Regions from separate parts of the Sus scrofa genome. Here region 1 is linked to region 2. Evidence: chromatin contacts called from public Hi-C data. All regions are on one chromosome and are shown on one strand. The core of a region is the stretch at or near the end of the contact, and the rest is flanking DNA. Distances in the headings are between cores, read along the strand shown.

What was found. A called contact is a pair of places that touch in the nucleus more often than the background predicts.
Region 1: a contact with region 2 is called in a Hi-C map of alveolar macrophages, with 5 times the contacts expected there. The contact joins two enhancer-like sites. A contact is called at or near these places in 2 of 5 promoter capture datasets (fetal skeletal muscle and liver), 15 of 47 Hi-C or Micro-C datasets (alveolar macrophages, blood, embryonic fibroblasts and 8 more) and 2 of 2 datasets of contacts at active chromatin or transcription factors (alveolar macrophages and skeletal muscle).

Annotation. Positions count from the first base shown.
Region 1 is chr6:3,120,087-3,125,736 of Sscrofa11.1, forward strand. No RefSeq gene overlaps it. Among named protein-coding and RNA genes, the nearest start is that of EMC8, 15 kb to the right of the region's middle. Within about 2 kb of position 2,520, at least 38 of the 83 cell types and tissues checked have an H3K27ac peak or open chromatin away from gene starts, as enhancers often do. A contact at or near this core is called in alveolar macrophages, liver and retroperitoneal adipose tissue, where this site is marked.
Region 2 is chr6:2,987,651-2,993,146 of Sscrofa11.1, forward strand. No RefSeq gene overlaps it. Among named protein-coding and RNA genes, the nearest start is that of IRF8, 70 kb to the right of the region's middle. Within about 2 kb of position 3,806, at least 7 of the 83 cell types and tissues checked have an H3K27ac peak or open chromatin away from gene starts, as enhancers often do. A contact at or near this core is called in alveolar macrophages, liver and retroperitoneal adipose tissue, where this site is marked.

The DNA of each region.
Region 1 (5,650 bases), core at 1,270-3,769, 130 kb after region 2:
GGTGTGATGCGGGTCACGTGCCCAAACCCTCCCGGCAGAGGACCAGGACGGTCGGGTGGACGCAGGCCAGGTCCCACCCCAGCCCTGGCCTGGGGGGTGACGGGTCCCCAGCAGAAATCCAAGTGGTGCTGAAGGAAGGGCAACGAAGGTGGCCGGGTCCGAGAAGAAGCCAACTCCTCAGCGAAGCATAAGCTCACGTGGTTGCCATGACCGTCGTGGGTGAGACCTGGCAAGCCTGGTGCTGCCCGCAGGGCGGGCCTAAAGGTGGCCGTGCCATCTGTTTGGGGTTGAATTATGTCCCCAGGAGATATGTTGAAGTTGGTGAGGTCCTCAGCCCTGGTGCCTGTGTGGCCTCACCAGCGAATGGTCTCTGCAGGTGTACTTGGTTAAGATGGGGTCACACAGGCCAGTGGCCCTAAATCCAATGCCACGTGTCCTTAGAAGAGGAAGGAGGGGAGATCAGACGGACACAGGGAAGAGGCCCTGTGAAGACAAAACAGACTGGAGGGAGGCGGCCAGGAGCCCCCAGAACCAGGAAAAAGCAGGAGGGACCCGCACCTGAGCCTCGAGATGGAGCCTGGTCCTGCCACCCCCTGACTTCAGACTTCTGGCTTCCAGGACGGCGGAGAAATAAACTCCTATCTCTCTAAGCGCCCCCAGAGTGGGGTCATCAGTGCAAGAGCCCAGGACGCTCATACACCACACAGCCTTGCCACCTGGCTACGAGCTGAGTGCGTCCAGGCCCCGCAGGTGGGTGCCCAGTCTCTCCAGCCCGTCTCCCCTGCGGCCCCAGAACAGTGGCTCTCCAGACCCATGTGGCTCCCACGCTGGTGTTTTCCAGGGGACCTCAGGGAGGTTTGAGGAAGTGGTGGCCCTAATGGCTGGGAAAGTCCTCCAGGGCAGCCTTGTGACTACTTTGCAGGTGACCCCAGCAGGCTCCTGATCAAAGGGAAAACCCAAGAGCCCCCCTCCAGCCTGGCATGGCCACAGCGGGTACAGAAATGCCTGGGAAGCACCAGAAGCCAACATAGCCACTGGCCAAGAAGCCCCAAACATGGAATTGCTATGAAACCTCCTGCAGGTCACACCTTCTGAAACCCACGTGGGCACCTCCAGCTCAGGCCCTCTGGCATCTGGACACGGACTACCTCAGCGTCCATGGAGAAACTAACTCAAAGCCACCCCTCACCAAGCCAGCCTCAAGAGCCCATGCCCTTTGAGCTTAAGTCCTACCCCACAGCTCTGCCAGGAGCCTCAGGCCACCGTGGTTCAAGGTGGGAGGCCAGGCACTGCAGGTGCATGGATCAGGGTCTAGACACTAACCCCATCATCTACTGGGGTACAGCCCTTGGAAGTTGTTCAGTTTCTCTCGGTGTCCCCATCTGGAAGAGACAGCTACACTTCCTACCTCCCAGGACTGCAGGAAGCTGTAGCTGGGCTAGTACGCAACACAGAGGGGAGCGTTATTATATGACGATGAGACACCCGCTCAGCAAATATTTATCGAGTATCTAATATATGCCAGACAATACCCCAGAAGCTAGGGGAACAGTGGGGAACAAAACAGACACAGGTGTTTCGGAGCTTATGATGGTGAAGAAGAAGAAAGAAGGTGGTGGTCGTGATGCTGAGGCTGGAGACGGTGGGGGAGGAGGATGAAGCTGGGGATGACGGTGGGGATGGGGATGGGGAGGAGCATCATGGTGAAGGAGATGCTGGAGAGGATGAGGATGCGGCGAGGATGGTGAGGGGGACGGGGATGGGGATGGGGGTGGGATGGGGATGGGGGTGGCGGTGGCGATGGGGACGGGGATGGGGATGGGGGTGGGGATGGGGATGGGGGTGGCGGTGGGGGTGGGGATGGGGATGGGGATGAGGAAGAGGATCACAATGACGGCGATGCTGGAGAGAGTGGTGAGGCGGAGGAGAGTGGAGATGTAGCCAAGACCCCTCCCTGGACCACCAGATCCTCAGGAGCAGGAGGAGCTGCACCTTCCACTTTCCACCCGTCCGTGTCTGGCCCAGGGCCTTGTACACAGTACTCGAGAAACGGGTGGAGTTGATAGATGAACTTTTCAAGTCACTCTCAGCAGAGGAGACCCCCCCACCAAGGGGAGGGGGCTCCAACCGGCCGCCATGCGAATCTCTTTAAAGTCGTCTGTTTTATCTTTAAAGTGGAAGGAGCCTCTTTCCACTTTGTGGTGTATGCTTGTTTCTTCTACTTGTAAACAACAGGAACCTTTTTCCAAAACTTTGAAAATAATGCCCCAAGAATACATGTCCTGTTTATTCCTGTGGCTTTTGAGAAACTAACCACACACACAGCACACGCACACACGCAGCCCCCTAGGCCACCCCCACACACACTGGAGGTCCGCAGAGCCCAGGGCCAGAAGCACGACCCCAGTCTGTCAAGGCTCCGAGCAGATGCGCCTCTCCCAGTGGCAGTGGGCCGCAGCAGGAAGGGCACTGGCCCTGGAGGCGGCTGCAAGGCTCCACCCTCTTGGCAGGAAGGCAAGGAGGCTGAGCCAAAGGCTCTGAAAAGGAAACTGGGAACTTTGCTGCCCCCTTAAAACCTGGCATTTCCATAGCAGGTGCCCCGTCACCATCACACGGACTCTGGAGGACAAAGCAGCAGCGAGGGTCCTGGAACTCGTGGCATTTAGGGAGCTGCTGCTCTGCGTGGCTAGAGCCTCGGGATGTGCTCAGGGGTCCTGCCAACTCCCCAGGGACAGCCTCTCCAACAACGAAACCAGGCAGGAAGAGGGCAGGACACTCCCGGGCTGCTGGGCAGACCAGAACCCCGGCGGAGAGGGGCTCCATGCTGTGCCACCACCATCCCCCACGGCCCCCAGGCTCCCTGAGTTTCTGTTTCCCCCTTTCTGAAGGGAGCCCTCCACGCCGCCTCGCAGGCGGTTTTCGGTCCTGTTACATAACATTCGCCCTCAAAGCGTGGAGGTGGGAAGCAGCTCACCGGCAACGCGATGACACAGTGGAATTTACTGAGCCGATGACAACGCGTGTCACCCGATTCCCCAAGATGGGGGTGGGGGTGGGGGGGTCCTGTCCTTCCCATGCCAGGAGTTTGGCACCAACGAGGAAATGGACGAAGGGGGAGACAGTGAAGCTCAGTTCGTCCCTTGCCAGTGTCGGGAGGCTGATCTGAAAAGCCTGGAAGAGCCAGTGGATCTGCCTGGGGGGTGGGGGGGGGCAATTTTACTCCCGATGCGCGGAAATAATTATTTCTGTATCAAAACAGACACGGCAGTATCATGGGGCAAAAGAGCAAATTCCCATGGATTTTCACCATCAAACACAAGACTTTGGAAGGCATGCCACACACCCGGCAGCACAATTCCGGTCACTGCCCTGCACTCCAGGCTGCACAAACCCCCTGGCCAACTTTTGAGCAGACAAGTCTGACAAGAAGGAAAAATTGCTTTTACTGCAGAGCCAGCCACTGGGGCTCCAGGACAAGGATGGAGCCCGGATGCCACCTGGTGTTCATTTGGGGTGTGGCAGCCAGTTTTGTGACACTGTCAGATTCAGATGCCCACGGGAGGAGGGTGGGAGGGTTCCTCCTTCGCAAGAGGACCTCTGCATTGACCGACCTTCCCACCCCACCACCGCCAGACTGCTGCAGCACCCGGGGCCCCCCTTTGTTAAAGGCCTGGCCTCCAGAGCACGCTTTGTGCCCCTAGAGATCCTGGTCCAGCAGCCCTCAGTTAGGCAGAGGTCTCTGTTTTCACCCAGTTTCCCAGGCAACGTGGGAATGAATGCAGAGGTTTGAACTTGCACTTGAATCACCTGGGGCAGACTTTAAACCCTGCAAGTGCCCCCGAGGTAAGACCCCGCCTCAGCACCTTCACACACCTGCCTAGGGGACCCTAGGCGTGGCCTGAGCGGACAACACTGGCATAGAGACTTGTTTCCCCTGAGTTTCCTGGTAAGATCCCGGCATCTTACCAGGAGGGACGCCGGCAGTGAACCGGGCTCCTTAGCTGGGGAAGCAGCTCTCAGTCCTGGGACCAAGGAGCTCAGGGACAGGGGTCCTGCGTCTGAGGATTATCCCCTGCTCCTGCCAGGGCTTTGTCAGGACACCCTAAGTGTTCTGTTTTCAGCTTTTTTTCAGCAGATCATAGAAATTCCAAAGAGCTTTTTTTTTTTTTTTGGCCTTTTGCCTTTTGTCTTTTTAGGGCCGCACCTGCAGCATATGGCATGTGGAGATTCCCAGGCTAGGGGTCCAATCGGAGCTGTAGCCACTGGCCACAGCCACAGCCACAGCAATGCAGGATCCAAGCCACATCTGCGACCTACACCACAGCTCACTGCAACATCGGATCCTTGACCCGTCACTGAGTGAAGCCGGGGATTGAACCCGCGTCCTCACGGATGCCGCCGGGGTTCATTAACCGCTGAACCACGATGGGAACTCCCCAAAGAGCTATTTTTTGCCACAGTAAGATCAGTGACATTAGGGATGCAGGGCTCGAAGGCTACAACTGGGACAATCCTGGGAAAAGCAAGCTAAGCTGGGCGCGCTCACCCTCAGACCTGCCTCAGACTAGCAGTAACTTGTTCCAGGATTCGCCGCGTGTGTGTCTGTGAGTGGCCACAGGACAGTCTAGCAGATTCTCGAAGGGTCTGTAATCCCTGCGGATGGCAATCCTGCCTCCACGCTTCCCCCGGCGCACGCCTGCTGGTGTGCAGGGCTGAATCTGGCAAAAGCACGCCTACGTTTTATGGAGGCGTGAGATTCCAAACATCCACCCCAAGCGGGGTGCTGCCCCCAGCGAGGGCCTAGGAAAGGAAGGCTCAGGAGGTCCCCCGTCACCTGGAGTGCAGCAGACGTCCGAGCTGAGCTGGTTTTGCTGCTGACTTTTGGTCTGGTTGAGGGGTGGGGAGAAAGCGTGGTTAGAGCACAAAAGATGTGGAAACAGTTTGCAAAGGCCCTGAGAGGCTGCCCCATTCCTAGGGTTTGGACAGGTTTGTTTGTTGAATAAACAAGCACGAGCACCTACGACATGCCAGGAGTTGTACAGAGGCAACTCAACAGGCATTTAGTGGGCTCCAGCGTAGGCTAACTAGAATTCAAATCCCAGCAGCGACTCTACTGGCTGTGTGCCCTTAAACAAGTCACTTAACCTCCCTGTGGCCTATTCCTAAACCTATGAAATGGGAGAACAAGCTCACGTCTGCAGAGGACAGAATGCATGTAGGGCAGGAAGCCAGAGCTGGGACCCAGGCGGCCTGAGCTGGAGACGGGTTCTCTTAGCCCCTGGCCAGCCTGCATCAAGGATAAAGCCCTTCTACGCTTTAACGCAGGTGCCAGCAAGGCCAGGAGCAACGACTCTCAGGCCGTGCACGCCTCCAGCGCACCCCTGTAAAGTGCATCCTGCTCTCGGGATCTGTGCCGAGTCAAAAGCAAAGCTTCCCTGCTTTATGAAATAAAGTCTCCAGCCTGCAGAGCTGCCCCTGCACAGATGCCCCCATGGGCCAGAGGATTCTGCAAGACAGAGCCTGGGCAGCCGGGGCAGGGCACATTGGGATGGGCTTGGCCAGAGCTGCCTGCAAGAGCCCTGCCCGTGGCGGAAGAGCGCACGGGCCAAGGAGGGTGTGGAACAGATGTGCTGCCCAGGCCCTGGTCCCT
Region 2 (5,496 bases), core at 2,556-5,055:
TGAATTGCAAGGGAAGATTGAACATGAAAATGAAAGAGAAAGTTGAACCAATACTGCCAGCAGAGGCCAGTGGCAAAGCGCCCCCAGACCCAGGGCACTGCTGGCCCTTATCCCACATGCTAAGCGTTCATTCCGTTTGAAACCCAGTTCATCTCAAGCCTGAATGAGCGCCCCGGAGCCCAGGAGGCATTCTCGCCTTCCCCCCTTCCCTTCGACCCATCCATCTGTTCACTTACTCATTTGGCATTTTCCGGGCCCCTCCTGTGTGCGCCAGGCAGGGCGTCGGCGCTGGAGACCTTGTGGCCACAAGGCCAGCGCCTCGCACGAAGGAGCGTCCATTGCAGACTCGTCGGCTTCTGAAGAAGCAGCCCGCCGTCGAATGTTCCACCTGTGTCTGCTGCTGCAACGCTGTTTTGGCGTTTGCTCGTCGTGAAACCGGAGAGCCACCGTGCCAGCCAAACCGGAAGTGGCCCTGTCTCTTTCCAGGGCCGACTGTCCCTGGACCGGATGGAGGCCCTCGAGGGCACGGCCGCTGGCTTTTGCTCGTGCTGCTTTCCTGAAGCTTCCCGTGCTGTGGTGGCAAAGCAACCGGTTTTTATTAAACACATACTCGGGTTAGATCCGAAATCACAGTCACCTTCTGGCCTCGGCACAACAAACACGCTTATCTAGAAGGATCCCTGTCCACGGAGGAGGAGGGCTGGTCACAGAGACGTCAGCACACTCGTTCCAGGCCCCCTGGGAACTCAGTGCAGAAAGGAAGATGCTTGACCCTAGAGCGCCTTGTGCTCTGCCAGGTGGGACTTGCTCGTGTCAGAGGCCAGACCTGGGCCGACGCCCACACTGTCCGCCTCGGGGGGACCAGGCATCTGATGTGCAGAAGGTTCTGGAAAATGAGGATTTCCTCCAGCAAACGCCAGGATGGCCTCCGGGAGAGCGACAACCCTGCGGCTTTATGGCTGTTCAACCTAGGAACGGGACAGCCTTCCCCAGAAACTTTCTTTTCATTTGGGGTTGGTTTTGGTTTTGGTTTTTTCTTTTCATTCCTACTATGTTTTTTTTTTTTTCTTTTCCCTCCAAATTTATGGTTTCCTGTGCTTTCCAGGGTTTTTGCATCAAGCCTGTGTAACATTTGGGAATAAAATTACTTGATGCCAGTAGAGGAATAAATGTCACTGTCTCTAACCTGCCAGTCGAGGAGAAAAGAAACAGTGGGGGTCGTTCAAGCCAAGACTTGGTGGTATTATTTTCTCAGCATATTTTCTAGGCAGCCGTGGCCCCAGAGGAACAAATGTCTTTGAAAACGTGGCTCCGTTTAGCGTGAAGACGCGGTCCAGGCTCATGGGGCTGGGGAACAGGGGGCGGTGGTATCACAGCTGCGAGGAAACGAGACCAGAGTGGTTAGGTGCTGTTCCCAAGGCCACACAGCTGTGGCTCGCTCTCACCAGGACCAGGAGCAGAGCAGATGGCATAGCCGTCGCAGAAGCCAGCAAGGACGTGGTGGGCAAAGCAGCCCCTGCACGGGGACACCAACCCAGCCCTCATTTCCTCCAAGGCCTTTTTCACACATGTGTGGGCTGCCAGCCAGGCTCTGACTCCTGAGAAACCAACGCCAAAGCAAACCTCCCTCCATTCGCAAGAAGTTTCTGCCTCAGCTCTGTCGATCCCGTGGCTGCTCAGGCCAGGGGGCTGCTTAGAAAAGTCACTTCCTCTATCCAATTTCAGGTTCCCCCACCACGAAGCGAGAGGGTGGATCAAGAGAGGAGCAGTAACTTGTGTTCACCTGCCGTGTTTTCCAGAGAGCCCTGTACAGACAGGTAAACTGAGGCAGAGCTGGTTACACATCTACCCAGGGAGATGCCTCAGCTCTGAGCAGGGCCAGGCTCTGAACCCAGGCTCTCTGCCACCAGCGCCAGGGGCCCAGTCTCCATGCCGGCTGCTTCCGGCAGGTGTTAGTGGCCTTGCTGGTTCCATGTCCTGCTACAGCCTTCACCTCCAAGGTCACGTGCAACGTGAGTGGACGTTCATGCGGCACCATCACCCCTCCCCAGGGTGGGAGCCGTGGTGTCTGGGCTGAGTCTGTACTTGGTTTCCTTCGAGTGAAATATTTAGGGTGGCCTGGCTTCCCTGACATTCAGGAGGACAGAGAGGACGAAGGACTGTCCCCCAGGAGCTGATCCTTCCTCACTGACGACCTCCATCCCCCACCTGCAAAGTGGGGTGATGGGGCTCAAGGAGCTGTCGATCCCCAACCAAGGCCAGCTCCAAACGCCCCTCCTCGGAGAAGGTGACAAGCACAGCCACCCACAGGAAGCCCTTAGCATGTGCTGGCTCGGCCCCAAGCTGATGAGGCCGAGGCTGTTACTCCCCCCGCCATGTCCCTAATGGGGACACCAAGGCACAGAGGGCTGGTAGGGCCTGTGGCTAGAAAGTTGGGAGGGCTAGGAGGTGAGTCCCGCACTGGGGCCCCCAGACCCAGGCGCAGGGCTGCCACGCCACAGACCTCCCCAAGCCCGGTTCCCCAGGAGCCAGGCTGCTCGTGTCCGTGTCCCTGTCCCCGTCATGCTGTGATGCTGCCGGGCAGCCCAGAGGGAAGGTGGCGAGGGCTCCCTCCTCCTTCCCAGGCGCAGAGGGGCAGGGACCCTGCGGGTGGCAGGGCCGCGCTCCCATGTGGCCAGTGCGGGTACAGCCCCACTCCGCGTGGAGGAAGCCACGGCGCGGCTGGGGACAGCACGGGGCAGCTGCACAGCCAGACACCAGGAAGGAAAGCCAGCTGGCCCCACTGCCCTTCCGGGAGGGCGGGACACCCTGAGCAGCGGGCAGCAGGCTGTGCACAGGCGACACCATGCATCCCCGGACCTCCCCTGTGCCAAGGTGGGCGCTTCTCCCCAAGGCAGAGGCCTCAATGCGATGCCCTGGAGTGCAGCAGAGGGACCAGACTCTAGAGACGGAAGATTTCTGGTGGGGGGCCTCGGAGCCACACACACCCCCTCCCCAGTGGCTGCCACCGCTCAGGGCCTTCAGCATAGCCGCTGCCCTCGCTCAGGCCTGGAGAGGAGGCCACGCTGCAAAGGCGCCAGAGGGTTTAGAAGCCTCAAGAGGGCCAGGGGGCCACCTTACAAGCCCAATGTGGGTGAGAAGAAGGGTCCTCCTGCCGAGGCCACAGCTGCCCAGGTGGCTCTGGCTGCTACTCTCCCACAAGGCTATGAGTAGAGCCCTGGGGCCTCAGCCCTGGATCCAGGCTTCCTCATTCCCTGCCCCGGTGCTGTGTGGCCTCAGGAAAATGACTTCACCTCTCTGGACTTCATTGCTCCATTCAGTGGGACTAAAAGTAGCTCTTATAGGCTCCTGGGTTCCGGGGACTGGGGCAATGATGTGCTTAGGACAAGGCCTCGCACAAAGTCCGAGCTCAACAGAGCCCTTGTTTTGTCACTGCTACCTGTCCCCTCCAGGACCGCAGCGGCTCCACACCTGTGCCGAGGGCTTTTCTGACTGTCCTGGGCGAAGAGGCCGCCCTGGCCCTCAAGGAGGGCTGTGGAGCCACACACTGGCCTACACACGAGCACACACAGCCACACACATACACAACCCATGCACACAGCCACATGCACACACAGAGCCAGACCCGCAACCATATGCATATACAACCACACACACACAGCCACACGCACGCACAGACGCACACACACACACAGCCACACCAGCAGTCGCCTCTCCCCTCCTCTCTCGCCTCCCGTGGGCACAGGGTGGGGCGGGCGGTGGGGACGGGGATGAGCAGGGCCCTGTTGCTCAATGCCAGGACCACGCTGGGTCTCAACGGTCAGGGACCCGGCTGTCAGAGTCGGAGGGCCTCGCAATCAGGCCTCTGCGGGCCACAGGCTTTTAATATTTTTAGAGAAGTCGGGTTTCTGCCAAGTTCCTGTGTTTCAGATTCTTCCTGGAGCTGCGTGTTCTGCCCTCCTGAGGTCTCGGCATGCAGAGGGCCTCGGCAGAGCATCACCCAGGCCACCGAGGCTGCCAAGCCACCCTCCGACCTCCCCAGGGGTGCCCGGCCAGGCCGCCCGTGCCCCAGTCCCTCAAGCTCAGGCCAGGCGCTCCAGGGGCCCCGTGTTTTCTGCCTGCCCTCCTCCACCAGCACCCCCAGCTTCTGGTTTTTGGGTTTTGTCCCTGCTGCATTTTTTTTTTTTTTTAATGTGAAAGATCTGGGCCTGACCAGCTGTGAGCCAAGAGGGACATTCATTTCACACTCTGAGAAGATGCCTCCTTCTCGGGCAGGGACAGGCAGCGGGGGTAGACGGTAACCTCCATCCAGAGCCCTTGGGGGCCGTTTTCCTGTTTGTTCTGATGCTCAGATGTGGGCGACCCTCCTTTTTCCAGCATCCTCTGGAGCACAAATCAAAAGTCAGCCCCCAGACTGGCTGAGCACAGGGCCACCCGCAGCTCAGCATGCGGCCGACTGCACAACCTTCTCGGCTGGCGTCGGCCCCGGGGTGCCTACAGACACTGGGTGACAGGCACCATGGTGTGCCTGCCCCTGCTCCAAGAGGGGCACCCGGCTACGAAGCAGGAGAGCCAAGCTGTAAAGTGACGCTCTCATCCATGCAGCTCCTGTGGCTGCCGTGGTGTATGGCCACAGACGGAGCAGCTGGAAGCAGCCCCAGCGTATCATCTCCCTGCACGTCAGAGGTCTCCGTGGGTCCCAGCAGGCTAGAATCAAGCTGTCCGCAGGGCCCTGCTCCTTCTGGAGGCTCCAGGGGGGGATCTGTTGCCTCGTCTTTTCCAGCCTCAGCGGCGCCCGCATCCCTTGGCTCGTGGCCCCTTCCTCCACCTTCAAATCCAGCAGCACAGCAGCTGCCAATCTCTGCCTCAGCTTCTGTCCTCACATCTTTCTCTGACTCTGAGCCCCCTACTTCCCCCCCCCCAGGAGACCTCTGTGGTTACATTGAGCCACCTGGATAATCCAGATTAATCTCCTCACCTCTAAGCCTTTAATCACATCGGCAAAATCCCTCTTGCCATGTGAGATCACACATTCTGGGGGTGAGAACGGGGACATCTTGCGGGGGTCACTATTCGGCCAAGTACACTAAGCCTGGGCAGCTTGCTGGGCGTGATGGGTGCTGGTGATGGTTACCATGGTGATGAGAGTGAGGACGGCGGAGGCGCCGATGGTGATGGTAAGGCTGGTACCCGCCCTTGAGGACCAGTCGGGAGGATCAAATCGAATCAGGTTTATAGCACATCCAGAGATGAGGCGTTTGCAGCTCAGTCTCCATCCTTCCAGGGGGGGAAGGCCTGGGAGGAGAGCTGAGTGGGCTCTTGGCTGAGGAGGATCGAGCCACATAGAAGAAGCCGAGGGTTCCCATTGCTAGAATCCGCTTACGGCGGCCAGAAGACAAAGTGTGCATGCAGGGAGTGCACTTGAACATGGCCCTGGATGCCTTGCTAAGTAACAAATCATGACTGTGTCTATTTTTACCTAACCTTCATCATTCC